Regions from separate parts of the Mus musculus genome. Here region 2 is linked to region 1. A link is a contact called in public HiCAR-type data. All regions are on one chromosome and are shown on one strand. The core of a region is the stretch at or near the end of the contact, and the rest is flanking DNA. Distances in the headings are between cores, read along the strand shown.

The links. HiCAR-type assays count read pairs that join an accessible place to other places.
Region 2: a contact with region 1 is called in a HiCAR-type map of embryonic stem cells, with 9 times the contacts expected there. The contact joins two enhancer-like sites. A contact is called at or near these places in 1 of 15 datasets of contacts at CTCF or cohesin (the NIH/3T3 cell line), 6 of 484 Hi-C or Micro-C datasets (the G1E-ER4 cell line, cortical neurons, embryonic stem cells and 2 more), 3 of 115 datasets of contacts at active chromatin or transcription factors (all in embryonic stem cells) and 1 of 9 other capture datasets (embryonic stem cells).

Annotation. Positions count from the first base shown.
Region 1 is chr1:71,031,599-71,037,885 of GRCm38.p6, reverse strand. The region is part of intron 9 of Bard1 (BRCA1 associated RING domain 1); the gene reads left to right. Among named protein-coding and RNA genes, the nearest start is that of Bard1, 68 kb to the left of the region's middle. Within about 2 kb of position 2,130, at least 6 of the 459 cell types and tissues checked have an H3K27ac peak or open chromatin away from gene starts, as enhancers often do. A contact at or near this core is called in embryonic stem cells, where this site is marked.
Region 2 is chr1:71,525,625-71,532,140 of GRCm38.p6, reverse strand. No RefSeq gene overlaps it. Among named protein-coding and RNA genes, the nearest start is that of Atic, 28 kb to the left of the region's middle. Within about 2 kb of position 1,755, at least 13 of the 459 cell types and tissues checked have an H3K27ac peak or open chromatin away from gene starts, as enhancers often do. A contact at or near this core is called in embryonic stem cells, where this site is marked.

The sequences.
Region 1 (6,287 bases), core at 881-3,380:
CAGGCAGCTGTGAACTGCCTGATGCGGGTGTGGAATCTAAACCCTCTGCAATAAGAGCAAGGTCTCTAAGCCTCTGAAGCAGCTCTCTAGTCCCTTAGCGTTGAATTGAATACACATTAACAATCCTAAATGAAGGGAAACATTATATTGACAGCACTCAGCTTTGGGAGAAATGGGGTATTCAGTTGCTAGCATTTTCCTTTTTTATAATATGCAACATCTTGGAATACTAAAAGCAGCTTAAAATCATTTGAAATATTCACAATCACCCCTTTTAGAGTCCAAAGTTTAGCTTGCATACCAAAAACTTATATATTTTTGTATGTAAAATGCATTGGCTTTCGAAAGCTGAGCAGACTTGGGTTTAGATTCCCATCCTGCCACAGCAGCTGAATGGCTTGGAACCAGCTAAGTCCTTTGTGCTTTATTTCTCCTCCTGAAATGGAAAGAGCACACAGTAAATCCTATTGTTTGTGCAGTTTACATTTTTGAATTTGCTCTACATGCTAAAATTTTGTAAATCCCCAAGTCAGTACTTAAAAGCCTTTGTAGACATGTGGGGTACCTTAGGGCTTGGGTGCAAAAGCGCATTGTCCCAGCTGATAGCCAGCGTGTGAGTCCTGCCTTCTCCATTCAGCTGGACTTCGGACGCAGCAGAGCGTGCAGAGCTTGCTTCTCACATGTGACTCTGTTGTTGAGGCCACACTTAAAGTAGCCCCCTAGCGGTTGGAAGGGGAACCTTACTCAGGCCCAAAGTTTAATGTAGCTCCAATGCTAATGAATGCTACTGTGCAAGAACTATGGTGATTTTTAAACACCCAGAACAGGAAGTCTTCATCAGTTTACAAAAATGTCCAGGAGCACAGCAGAGCATTTCCAGTCACCGTATTCAGTGTTTGCAGCTTCTTTCTAGACCAGGACTGCTGCAGGTAAGGAGTGTCTACCAAACCACTACTGTACACACAATAAAACATGCATAGTAGCCGCAGTCCCTAAGATTGTCAGGGCTTTCCTTGGAGCAGTGGCAGTATCGTTGGGCATTAGAACTAGAGAAACAGCACTCCAGGATTGGCGGAGCAGCTATCAGTCTAATGATCTGAGTTTGGTCCCTGGGCCCCTGTGGTAGGAGAGAAGCAGCTCCTGCGAGCGAGTTGTCTCTGACTTCACATGCGTGTGCATTCACGCCCACACCCACACCCACAAAGTAAGTAAGAACGACTAAAACAGTTAAAAATGCTATCTAAAAGGAAAACAGTGCAGTGCATTGTACTTGGAAGTGTTTTGTCTTTTTCCCCTGTAATTTCATCAGAAACCATTAGTACATAGTTTATATCCGTAAGAAATACATTCCTTTTAAAGTTCTTTGGTTAGGCCCCGTGCTCATTAGTATTTTATTATTTAAATAGTGGGAAATTAATGTTTTCAGAGTGTTAGACAATGTTTATGCATTTGGATTATAACAGTGCACCCTGCTCCTGGGATGAATTATTAGATTACACAACATCCATAGATTTCATAAAATAATGTTAGTGAGATGGCTTTTCACTAATGAAAACGAATGAGAGAGATGTTTTGAGAAAGATTTACAGGTGTTAGGAGTAAAACAGTACGCTTCTCTTCGTCAATTCATCTGTACCCAAGGAAATAACAATAAACACTTCAGCTTTTTTATATTTCCTTAATGATATTCTAGTTTTCTTCTCAATATTTAATATTTTATTGGATGAAAGAATTAAAACTCTAGCTGTGCATAATTTCCTGCCATACTACAAATTTTGCATCTTACTTCTCTACCATAGCAAAACCACTAATACTTCTAGAATGTATCAGCAGCAATTTTTTAAAAATGAAGGTAAATTGGTCTAGAATTGTGTTTTAGAAATAAGTATGCATTCAAATATTTTTACTAAAAAAGTCCAATTACTTTTGCTTTTAGTATATCTAAACTAAATGTGAAATGTAATGGAAATGTTTTTTCTTAAATTACCTCTGTCAACCAGATATAACCTGTTCTTCTGAAGGTTTGCAATTAGACTGGCCAAGAGGGAAAGGTGAGTGTCAAGGGCATGGCTGTGCTTGTGTCTGACTGCACCCTTGACCTGAGCCCCACCATTGTCTTTCTAATAGAAATGCAAGTCCTCCTGGGCTCTAAAAACTGCTGAGTAGGAGGAGACCTGCCCTCTCTCCTGTGAGTGCCTCGGCTGGAGCTTATCCATCCATCCATAGGACTGCCATCCTTCATGCCTTGGACATGAGGAAGATTTCACATGGGCCTTTGAAGTGGCTTTATAATGGAGTGTTTATTGACAGAGGAAGAGAGAGCTGTGGCGTTAGATTCACTTTAGTTGAGCACTCCGTTAAAGCCTTCCAAATTTAATGAAAATTGAAGATTAGTTTTTGCAACCAAAACTTAAAAACGTGTTCTCTACAGAGCCATGAGTAATTCATTTTGTAAATAGTAGGTGTTTACAGTACAGCTGCAGATGCCCTGTGGAGGAAGGCTGTGAGCAGTGGGCAACGCCTGCTTTCTTTACTTATCAATGAGCTTGCCATACCAGAGCTCAAACCATGTTTGTTTTCTGTTAAGGATGTCAGGATCTTCAGTTTCTGTCCCTTCCTCCATGTGTTCAGGTTAACTCATGGATGTTTTATCATCTTTCTAGTTTGGGGTAATAGAAAAGAAGCCTTAATGATGGGTGCCTCGAAGTCTAGGCCATGCCAAAGTGGGCTGTCACTCACTCTTGGAAAGTACGGATTGTCTTACATGTCACCTCTGTCCTGTCAATACGGCTTTCCTCTTCTCATGCTCACAAGATTCTGTTTGTTTTAATCACAACATGGGACAGTTGTGGTGCTGATGGCAGATTGATACTTGGTTCTGGGCCAGTTCTGCTCAGAAGTGAGCCTCTTATGGCCCTCTGCAGAGTTGCAGACTGAGGTGTTGTCCTTCAGTGGCATCTAATCACTGGCAGTGCCCCTATTAGAATGTTCATATATTTCTAGCATATCTTTCTAATTCTCAGTATATGTTGGTATAGATAAAGTTTTCTTCTGGATAAACATTATTCAGTGGTTTTTTGTTTGGTGTTTGTTTTTAAATTGTTCATACTTTTTCTGTTGTTTTCTCAGTGGTAAAACTCACATCTTTGAGTGAAGTAATCTCTAAGGTAAATAGAAAATGGTCTGGATAGTTTGTTTTTATAGTGAAAATAGTATATTATAAGATCCATTTTGCAATTTTTTTTCAGTTTTGTGATAGACCCTTTATTTTCAAGTTTATTTATAATGCCTTTACTCAAAATATAATTATATCGGTTTTCCTCTTCCTTTTCTTCCTTTAGCCCCTCTTAGGCACCCTCCTCCAAACCCCTTCAATGTCTCCCACTCTCAATTGATAATCTCATTTGCTTTTATATTTGTTGAATACACAGATAAATATCTGTATGCACAAGGAGATATAAATAGAACCTGCCAAGTCGGTTTTTGTTGTTTGTGTATGTGTGGTTTCAAGGCTGATCAACCCATTAGGAAGCTCATGCCCTGGAGATGCTGATTCTCCTCCCAGTAGGCTATAGTTGCCTGTAATTCTTTGTTTAGGGTGAGACCTCACAACTTTTCCTCTTCCACATTCACATGTTCATTGTAGTACTATGGCTCCTGCCCGCTGTCTATAAGAGACAACATACTTCCTGGGATCCTGGGTCTTAGAGTCCTCTACCCCTTCTGTGATTTCCCTGACTCATAAGATGCAGAAGCTGTGATGTAGATGTTGCCATGGGCTCACCACAATATCTTGATCTCTGTATCATCACCTGCTGTGAATTTTTGTGACGGTCCTGTCCTCATTTGCTGTAAAGAGAAGCCTTGTTGAGCTTATCTGTGGGTGTAAGGATCATATTTGGAATATGGTAAGGAATCACTCTGGCTGAGCAGAGCCGGGGTAGAAGATTCATTATTAAGTTCAGGCCCATGACCTCACTAGCCCCAGAAAGCTGGCTAGGTTTCCTCTGGGTACAGTTTCCCTCCTGATGAATGGGCCTTAAGTCCAACTGCACAGCTGTTGATTGACATCTTTATGCATATGTTGCCATGCTAGTAGTTGTCAGGCTCATATGTGTTGTAGCTGGGTAGTTTAATTGCCTACATCTTTTGGCAACTTGCATAGTATTTTCTGGAACCATGAAACTTTTTTGAAGGAAAGACACTTTCAGGTCAAATTCAGCTTGGCTATTGATATATTGCTTTGAAAGTCACTTGGACTACCCTGATATTCCTCAGAAGGAGTCTGGTGTCTAGCACTAGGGGTTTGGTTAGTCTGTGGTTTTTCAGGTGGAGTATTACCAGCCCAACTGGCTTAACCTCCTTATGTATGCACGTACAAAAGTATATATGTACACACACACATGTATGCATTTTATATATATATAATTTTAGGTAAATATAAAATAATATTCCTTGAGGCTTTATCAAGCAGTCTTGGCATTATTTGTCCCCCACCTCTACTCCTCCATCTGCATTGACCACTCTCCCTCCTCCTCGTGGGAACTCCTCCCTGTTACTGCAATTCCCACTACATTGCACTTATATCCTGTTCTCTACCAAGGCTCCCCCACCCCATCTAAGGTCTATACATTCCTGATGTCTGTGGTTACGTCATGTTGTGTATGCAATCTGAGGTGCTGAGGCTAGAAACTGTTGACAGGAGAGGATCTGTGGCATTTGTCTATGGATCTAGGTTACCTCGTTTATGCATAAAAACAATGGCTGGTATGGTGAGATGGGTGGTGTTCCTAATTCTTTTTTTCTTTCATAGGCAACAAAGCTAACCTTATGAGTTTATGAAGTTTTACTAAAGCAATAAGTCATTTGACTTCGTATCTCAAACTTAGTTGTATGCATTAAACCTAGCAGTATCTCTCTCTCTCTCTCTCTCTCACACACACACACACACACACACCCCACCACCACCACCTCTACCTCCTCCTCCTCCTCCTCCTCCTCTTCCTTCTCCTCTTTCTCTCCCTTCTCCTCCTCCACAGGTAAGATGTTGCTGCTTAGGTCCTATTCTCCTCTGTTATTAGTATTGGGCGTATTATTTCTAGAATACAGCCAGGCATTGATGGGTGACTGCTGATGTCCCTGCTTAGGGATTTCCTATTCACTAGACAGCAATAGCTCATTCCTTTTCAGCTTAAACTATAAACACTCTGGTGCAGTCCATCAGAAGGATTCTTTCTCCAGGGAATATCAAGCCAACTCCTCTACAGGAGTGCTGTCAGTTCCCAGGCAGCTCGTGGGCTCTGCTCAGTATTTATTTTCACAGGTCCTGCTAAGGTCCTGTTGTGTGGTTGGCTGAGGGTGGTGCTGTAGACAAAAGCACTCTCATTGGATCACTGGACTTTTTTTTTTATACTCTCTATAGAGGTTTAACTAAAAGTCAGTGATGATTCACTAAGACCATTTACAGGCAACAAATGTCCACATGTTCACAGGATCACACAACACATAATGGCATTATGGTCAATGCTGGACTAGAAACATACATTTGTAGAGTAGGTCAATTTAGTGACATCATAGGAATTTTAATTTAAAGTGTACTCAGCGATGTTTATAAACAAAGAAATCGCCTAATTATCTACACTGTTTCTCAAATTATATCTTGATATCTGAGTGCCACATGACACGTGTGTGTGTGTGTGTGTGTGTGTGTGTGTGTGTGTGTATGTGTGTATGCACATGTGTCTTTGTACATATGGGCATGTGGGATCACTGGACTTTTAAAGACCAACCATACATGTAACTGCCAAAATGAGCCAACATTTGTTAAATGCTCAGTTTAGACTGGACTGAGCATACTAATTGCTTAAAATCTCACATAGGAAGGAAGGCTTTCTTCCATTTATTTTAAGTATAGAAAGCTAGCTTTCTCATACTTTCTTTCTGTTTTTCTATGTGGGATGTGGTGTGTGTGTGTGTGTGTGTGTGTGTGTGTGTGTGTGTGTGTGATATCACTATGTGTGTAGGTGCAGTGACTTGTGTGTTCATGCATTGATGCCAGAGGCTGACTTGGGGTCTCTTCCTCTGTCATCCTCCACTGTATTTGTTTGAGATAGTTTCTCTCCTAGAAGCTATCATTTTGGCTAGACTAGCTGACCACTGACCTCTGGGGGATCTGCTTGCTCTCCAAACTCTAGCACAGGTACAAGCTGCCACACCCACTGGGGATCCAACTCACCTTCCTATGCTTACAGGCATACTGTTCACCTGCTGAGCTGTCTCTCCAGCCC
Region 2 (6,516 bases), core at 506-3,005, 490 kb before region 1:
TATATCCTTTTGTTTTAGGATAAAATGTTCTGTAGATATCTGTCAGATCCATTTGTTTCATCACTTCTGTTAGTTTCAGTGTGTCCCAGAAATGAAGTTTAAGAAGGTCTGCTGACACACTGATTCTTCTCTGTGCATTCTTTACGGAATGAACTCTTGAAGTTGTTCTACAAAAACCTTAAGCATCATTAGCAAAAGCCAACTTAAGTGTACGAGGTGTGATCCCAGAACGCACCGCCACTAGGGTGCAGCAAAGGTTCTTCCTTAGGGCATGAGCTAGTTAGGACTTCAAAGTTCAAGGTGAGCCAACTCTGCCTTCTGTGACTCACTCTCTTGCTACGTCCCCAGGAGGGGCATCTGCTCCTAGCTTGCTCTTCATATGCAGAAATAGAGTGTAGATGAAGCTCCAGGAAACAGTCCTGGGACTGTAGGGCTGATCCGGTCCTTCCTGGCGCTAAGGTTTGTGCTTGGATAAATAGGAACAGAGAGCTAATGGTGATGAGACACCAGCTCAGAGCTTTCAGCTGTAAAAAAATACCTATTGGCATCTTAAATCTTAGTATGCAACATTGATTTTATAGCTATGTTTTAATTTTGAGATTTTTTTTTTTGGAGAGGTTGGGAAGAGGCGTAATAAAACACACTAATTTTAAGTTGCATCTAATTTTAGAAAATTAAAATACAAAAACATGTTTCAGAAATTTAATAAAATAGTGTATACAAGTAATTCAAAAAGCCATGCTCTCTCTCTCTCTCTCTTTCTCTCTCTGTGTGTGTCTGTCAGTCTTTTAGAGAATGCAGTTCTTGGACGAGAGTCTACATGCTTATGCCTTTGATCTTGTGTCTTCCTAACTATTCCTCTTCTTTGCCCACTTTGAAATGCACTCAGCTTCTAATGCATTTCCTTAAGGCCAGACAATGCTCAGTTGAAATGTCAGAGAAAAGTTTACCAGATAGTTTCTAACACATTAGCAAAGCTAGAAGAGCATCCAGAGTTTTCCTTTCTTTTTCAAATGATTTAGAATCTTTTCTTTTTAATTAAAAAGAGGGTCAAGTTCAATTTTAGGTGAAATAGTAATGGTGATGAGGAGAAGGGGCCTTGGACCATCTCTCAGTAATACAGTGGGGTGGATGTATACGCCACTCTCACAATGAGTCAGCTCTTTCTTGCCCTGTATATTTCCATGTGCCAATGATGACCAGGCAGTTTTCAATCGGGGGAGTATGACTGTTGTGACCAGCATTTTTGAAAGGCTGAGAAATGGTGGGCTAATATTAAAATGAAGGAAATGGATTAGATCTAAAAGGTTTATTCATTCAACAAGCATTTTAGGACATCTACTATGTATCTTACATTAAATTACTTCTGAGAACATTAAGATAAGAGGGAGATAGAGTTCGGGCAGAAACAAAGCAGAGCGAGTAAGAAAACCCTTTCCCAAAATATCTGTTAGGACAGAGTCAACATTATGCAAAGTGGATGTCAGTTGCTTGTCAAAAAGAGTTTTTCTTCTGTCTTCCTTATACAGACACACCGTGGTGAGACACCTTTTTGTTTTTTTTAAACAAATGTTGCATTATTGGTTCACTTGATAACTATGAAATGATTACTCAGAAAACCATGGAAATCAATAAAACTGGGTTTATGAAATCAATAAAACTGGGTTTGTGGGGCAAGCAACACCAAACAGTGCCAAGTGGTGGTCACTGTGTAGTACCTGGTGTTTGTGTAGTTCTGCCTCACTGGAACACTGTCCATTAGTGTAAACAGTAATGCAGAAGTGATGAGGTGGCCCAGGGTCTCATTTACTCTGCCCCTCTCTTGGATCAGTAGCTCAGGAAGTGCCAGGTACAACTCTGTGAACAGAACTACAGGTTGGTCCCAGTGATCGTAAACTGGTTTCCAGCCAACAACCATGAAGGCAAGCTTGGAAACAGATTTCATTCTTATTCCATTCATCAGGTGAGGGCATCATAGATATTTTTCTATTTGTGATCTCTTTTTGCCTGAAAAATTCTTATGTAATTTTGGGTTAATAGTTATATAAAATAGCTGCACATGTCAACATTTACTATGATCAGTCAATTAAAACAGTTCTTTGGTATATGAGTAATTTGTTGAAGGTAAAAGAAAGTTTACTAATCAGAAGAATTCATTTGTTCTTATGTAAAAAGTTAAACCTTGGCTGAATATTTGATATAGCAGAATATGTAAAGAACAAAGCAAAAAAGAAAATCCTTTCCAAAAATATTTATAAGCTAAAGACAAGTCCAACATTATACAAAATGAAAGCATCTTAAATGTCTTTCAGAGTTGATCAGTAGTTTGGTTTTATAGTTGCTATGACTGAGAATTTTATTTTACATAAAAGCATAGCACAAAATGTCAGAAGTCTGTTTCAGGTCATTTGAGGAAATGAAATTCTGCTCTAATCCCTAGCTGAAATTAACAAAACTTTAAACAAGATTCATAGCAGTTTTAGAAAAGGCACCATTCTACTATAGCATAATCTGAAGATGGACGAATTTGATTGGAGGACCGATAGCAGGAAGCTATAATTCCCATAGTTACGCCATCATGTTTCCACGAGAGGAGAAAACTGCGTGTGTACCGTAGCCACTGTACCTAAGACCGTCCGATAGTCCTGACTCTGAGCCCATGTGCTCCATCTGTTAGCACTGCATGGCATGACAGCATGCACAGTGCAAGGCACACACACGTTAGGACTTCAGGATCGAGGCTGGGGTGAGGTTGTATGGTACAACGCAGGACAGCAACACCAGAAATGCCTTACACCCATTACATATTTGATCCTGAGCTAATTTTTGGTGTTGCATGCCCAGAAACCGTTTACTACTGCCAAAGTTTCCATGCCCCTAAATAGGAGGTTATACAACTCGTACTGGGCTTTGAGCCATGGTCTAATAAGCTGTCTTTTAGGTGAGCTCAGTCTCTGCTGACAGTTCTCACTACAACCTCAGGAAGTCCCTTCAGCCAGGTCCTTAGGTAAGCTTCTCCTGGGCTTGGGACTCATAAAAACTGTGAGGTAATAAACATTAGTTGTTCGAGCTTCTACATTTGGAAGAACTTTGTTACACAGCTGGTTCGGGTTTGAAATGATGTCACAGTGGGAACATATAGATGTGGTAGAGTATTCTTACAATTAGGCATTCTTACAATTACAGTTATGCATGACTTATTCACAAACAACACGACTGACTCTGATCTAAACATTTTTTTTTTTAATTCACAACACGTGTTGAACGTAAGTCTAACTTGGTAATGGGGCAGAGGCAGAGACCACTTATTTTCTGTTCTTAATTACAAGCCTATTTCCCATTTTTTTTTCTAATTTTAAAAAATCTTCCTATTTTTAAAAATAATATTGATGAACTTAATACTAACTAGGGGCATAATGTCTTAACTTTATTTAATTACACAAGTAAAAGCTTTCTGGCAATGAATTATACAGGCAATAACCTAGTAAAAGATAATGTTTTCAGAATACTCCAGTTTTTATTTATCTTTCCCCTTGTATGTGTGTAATTATGTCTGAGTAATTCATGGATAAGCATAAGAAGCATTACGCATACTTCACACAGCTATTTTGTCTTTTCAGCACTGATAGAAAAAAATGCTGCATATTACAGCCACTATCTCTTTTAAAAATTGAAACAGCATCTTTCTATGTAGCCTGAGTAAACCTTGACCCACAATCCTTCTGCCCAGTTCTCTGAGTACGGGAATTCCACCACACCCAGCTAAGTGATGTCTGTGATCAGGTATAGAAATCCAGTTTTGTGTGGTATCTTTCTAGAAGGATCTACAAGGAGTCATTGGGGCTCTACCCATGGTTTACCGCAGAGACTATTTAGTGGTGCCAACCCTGGGAAACAATAAAATGTGTAGAAACCTGTAGAGGCAACTCTTATGAAGTTGAAAGGATGGCTTAACCTGGGGTCTAAAGTGTAATACTGATTTTTGCAGGTTGCTCGTGAAGCTTGATGTGGTGTGTGTTTGTGTGACAGGGAGGTGGGGAGAAAGAAATTTGGCAGACCATTACTGATCCCTAACACGTTATCGCTAACCCTCAATGATGCTTTAATATTTACCCACACACTCAGGTCAAACTCCTTGAAATTTCCCTTACCTTCTTTCTCTCAAAACTTAATATCACACACTTAGTATGTCAACAAATCCTGCTAGTAAAAAATTAAAATAACAAAATAAAAAGTAATAAAAATAAAATTTAAAATGTGCATAGAATCCGCCTACTTTATTCCCACTAGCCAGGCCTGAATCCTTCTCTTGGGTGTTCATTCCTGCTCAATTGGACCCTCTCGTTCTCTTCCTGCCTCCTGCGGTCTACAGAGCAGCCAGGACGTGATCCTTCAAAAAGTGCATCTACTCAAATACACCTCTACTCTGAGTTCCAAAGGGAACCGAAGGTGGATCCCCTGCAAGGGCAGCCAGTGCTTTTCACGATGGGGCCGTCTCTCCAGTCCCAGTATTTCTATTTCTAATGGCTATCTATGCACACGGTGGGGTAGGGTGTGCTCTGCAGTTCGTGTAAAGTGCTCGGTGATCAGGGGAGGGGAGTGAGCATGTCTATCAACACAGAGATTGATTATTTCTTTGTGTGGGGAACACTGACAGTCCTTTCTAAGATCAGTCTTGGACTACTCAACTCATGGTCAACGGTAGTTATTTTGCTGTCCTGGAACTGTGGGCTCTTTTGCTCTTACTTAACAGTCTACACTTCTGTTGGACTAGAGTTTCTGATCCAGTCAAGAATCCTCTCAGCTAAATAGAGTGATGCTCGACACGCAGAGCTAGGTTGCTGAGTGCTAGTGGTGGTGGTGGGGAGACAGACCAGTTATGGGGAAAGTTCTCCCATACATAAACAGTCTTCAGCCATCTTTGTTTCTGCCTGAGGTTATCAGTGAGAGACCTGCCATTGGCCTTTCACCTGTCACTTTACAATCAGCTATAGCTTTTACAATCATAATATCTTTTGAAGAAGGAAAAAAGATTAGAGTTAAGCTCATATATGAGTTTAAATGGGAAATTTGTGCTGGTGATAGACCCAAGGTAGGACACATCTCTAGGTGCCACTCTTCCTGTGGTAGCTCTTGCTCTTCTCTGGGTCAATCAATGGAGAATTCTCAGGGGCCAACAGGCAACACCTACTGAACTTGTTCCTGCTGTGGGGCCTTGCATATGTCTTTTCTGTCGGGGTTTGGTCTTCCTGGATCTGACCGAAGACAGAGGGATCAGAAAGTATGTGTTAGGCAGTGAATGTGATGGGCAGTGTGCTGTGTGAGTTTGCTGGAGCACAAGGTATCTTTTTATAGGCACATGAAGGGATGCTCCTGACAGGTGCCCTGTTCTGTGGAAACCAGGGAAACACGCACCCGGGAGAAGTGACTCCTTTGCATCATCGCCTTCCAGAACTCATGAGGAGCGAGCGTGGCTACTCTATGGGGGTATTGACCATAATCACTGTGGGACCAGGAAGTGGAAAATTTGGCAAATGATTTTAAAAGTTCAGTATTCCTATTGTTTTTTGAGAGAACAATACTGAAATTAGGCCTGGAAAGAATCATTTTTGTGGATGCAAACTATGGAAATGTGTAACAAGTGAGACCTCAGAAATAAAATTGTCAGAGTATTACCAAAGGAACAAATAAACGGAAGGAATAACAGGATTTGGCTTCGTGTACCAGACAGGAGTACAGGTTGTGACTTAGAAAACTGTGTGATATGTGGGCAAAGTCTCTTTTTGCCTGAATGTGTAAGAGTTTCAAATGGGCAAGATAGTTAAGAACTATCTCCAGATGGGGCTGTGGCTCCAGTGGAAGAGTGCTTGCCTGGCAGGCATGAGGCCCTGGCTTCAAACCCCAGCACTACCCAAACCAAATCAAGCCAAACACACACAGAGGCACCTACAATATCCACACAAAAATTCCCAAACCTCCTTGAGAAACAACTTTGATAAATAAATGTTAGAAATCTTACTGCTTTATGTATGGAATTCTGTTGGACATAGCTTTGGAAATAAAGAAAGGAACATGATTGTAGGAGATGGAAAATCTGTATTCCAGAAAGGATTTTTGTTTCCTTTCTTTCTCATATAAAGATACCAAGGAGTATGAAGATTGGGTCTTTAGGCAGAAGAGAGAGGAGGGAAGAGGAAGGTAAGGGAAGAAAGGGGAGGGGAGGAAGAGGACGGGGGAGGGGGAGGGAGGCAGGAAAGAATAGACACTAAACCTACAGAAAAGGAATAAGGACTTCAGTATCCTTGTTTAGTACCCTTCAGAATGGCTTTGATGGCTGGGAATCTCACAGACCCTGCAATAGAGTGGCCCTCAACTTGTGGGTTGTGACCCCTTTCACAGGAGTTCCAAGTCGGATATCCTGCACATCATATATTTATGTCCTGATTCATAACATTAGCAAAATTACAGTTATGAAGTAGCAATGAAATAATTTTATGGCTGGGGGAGGGTCACGGA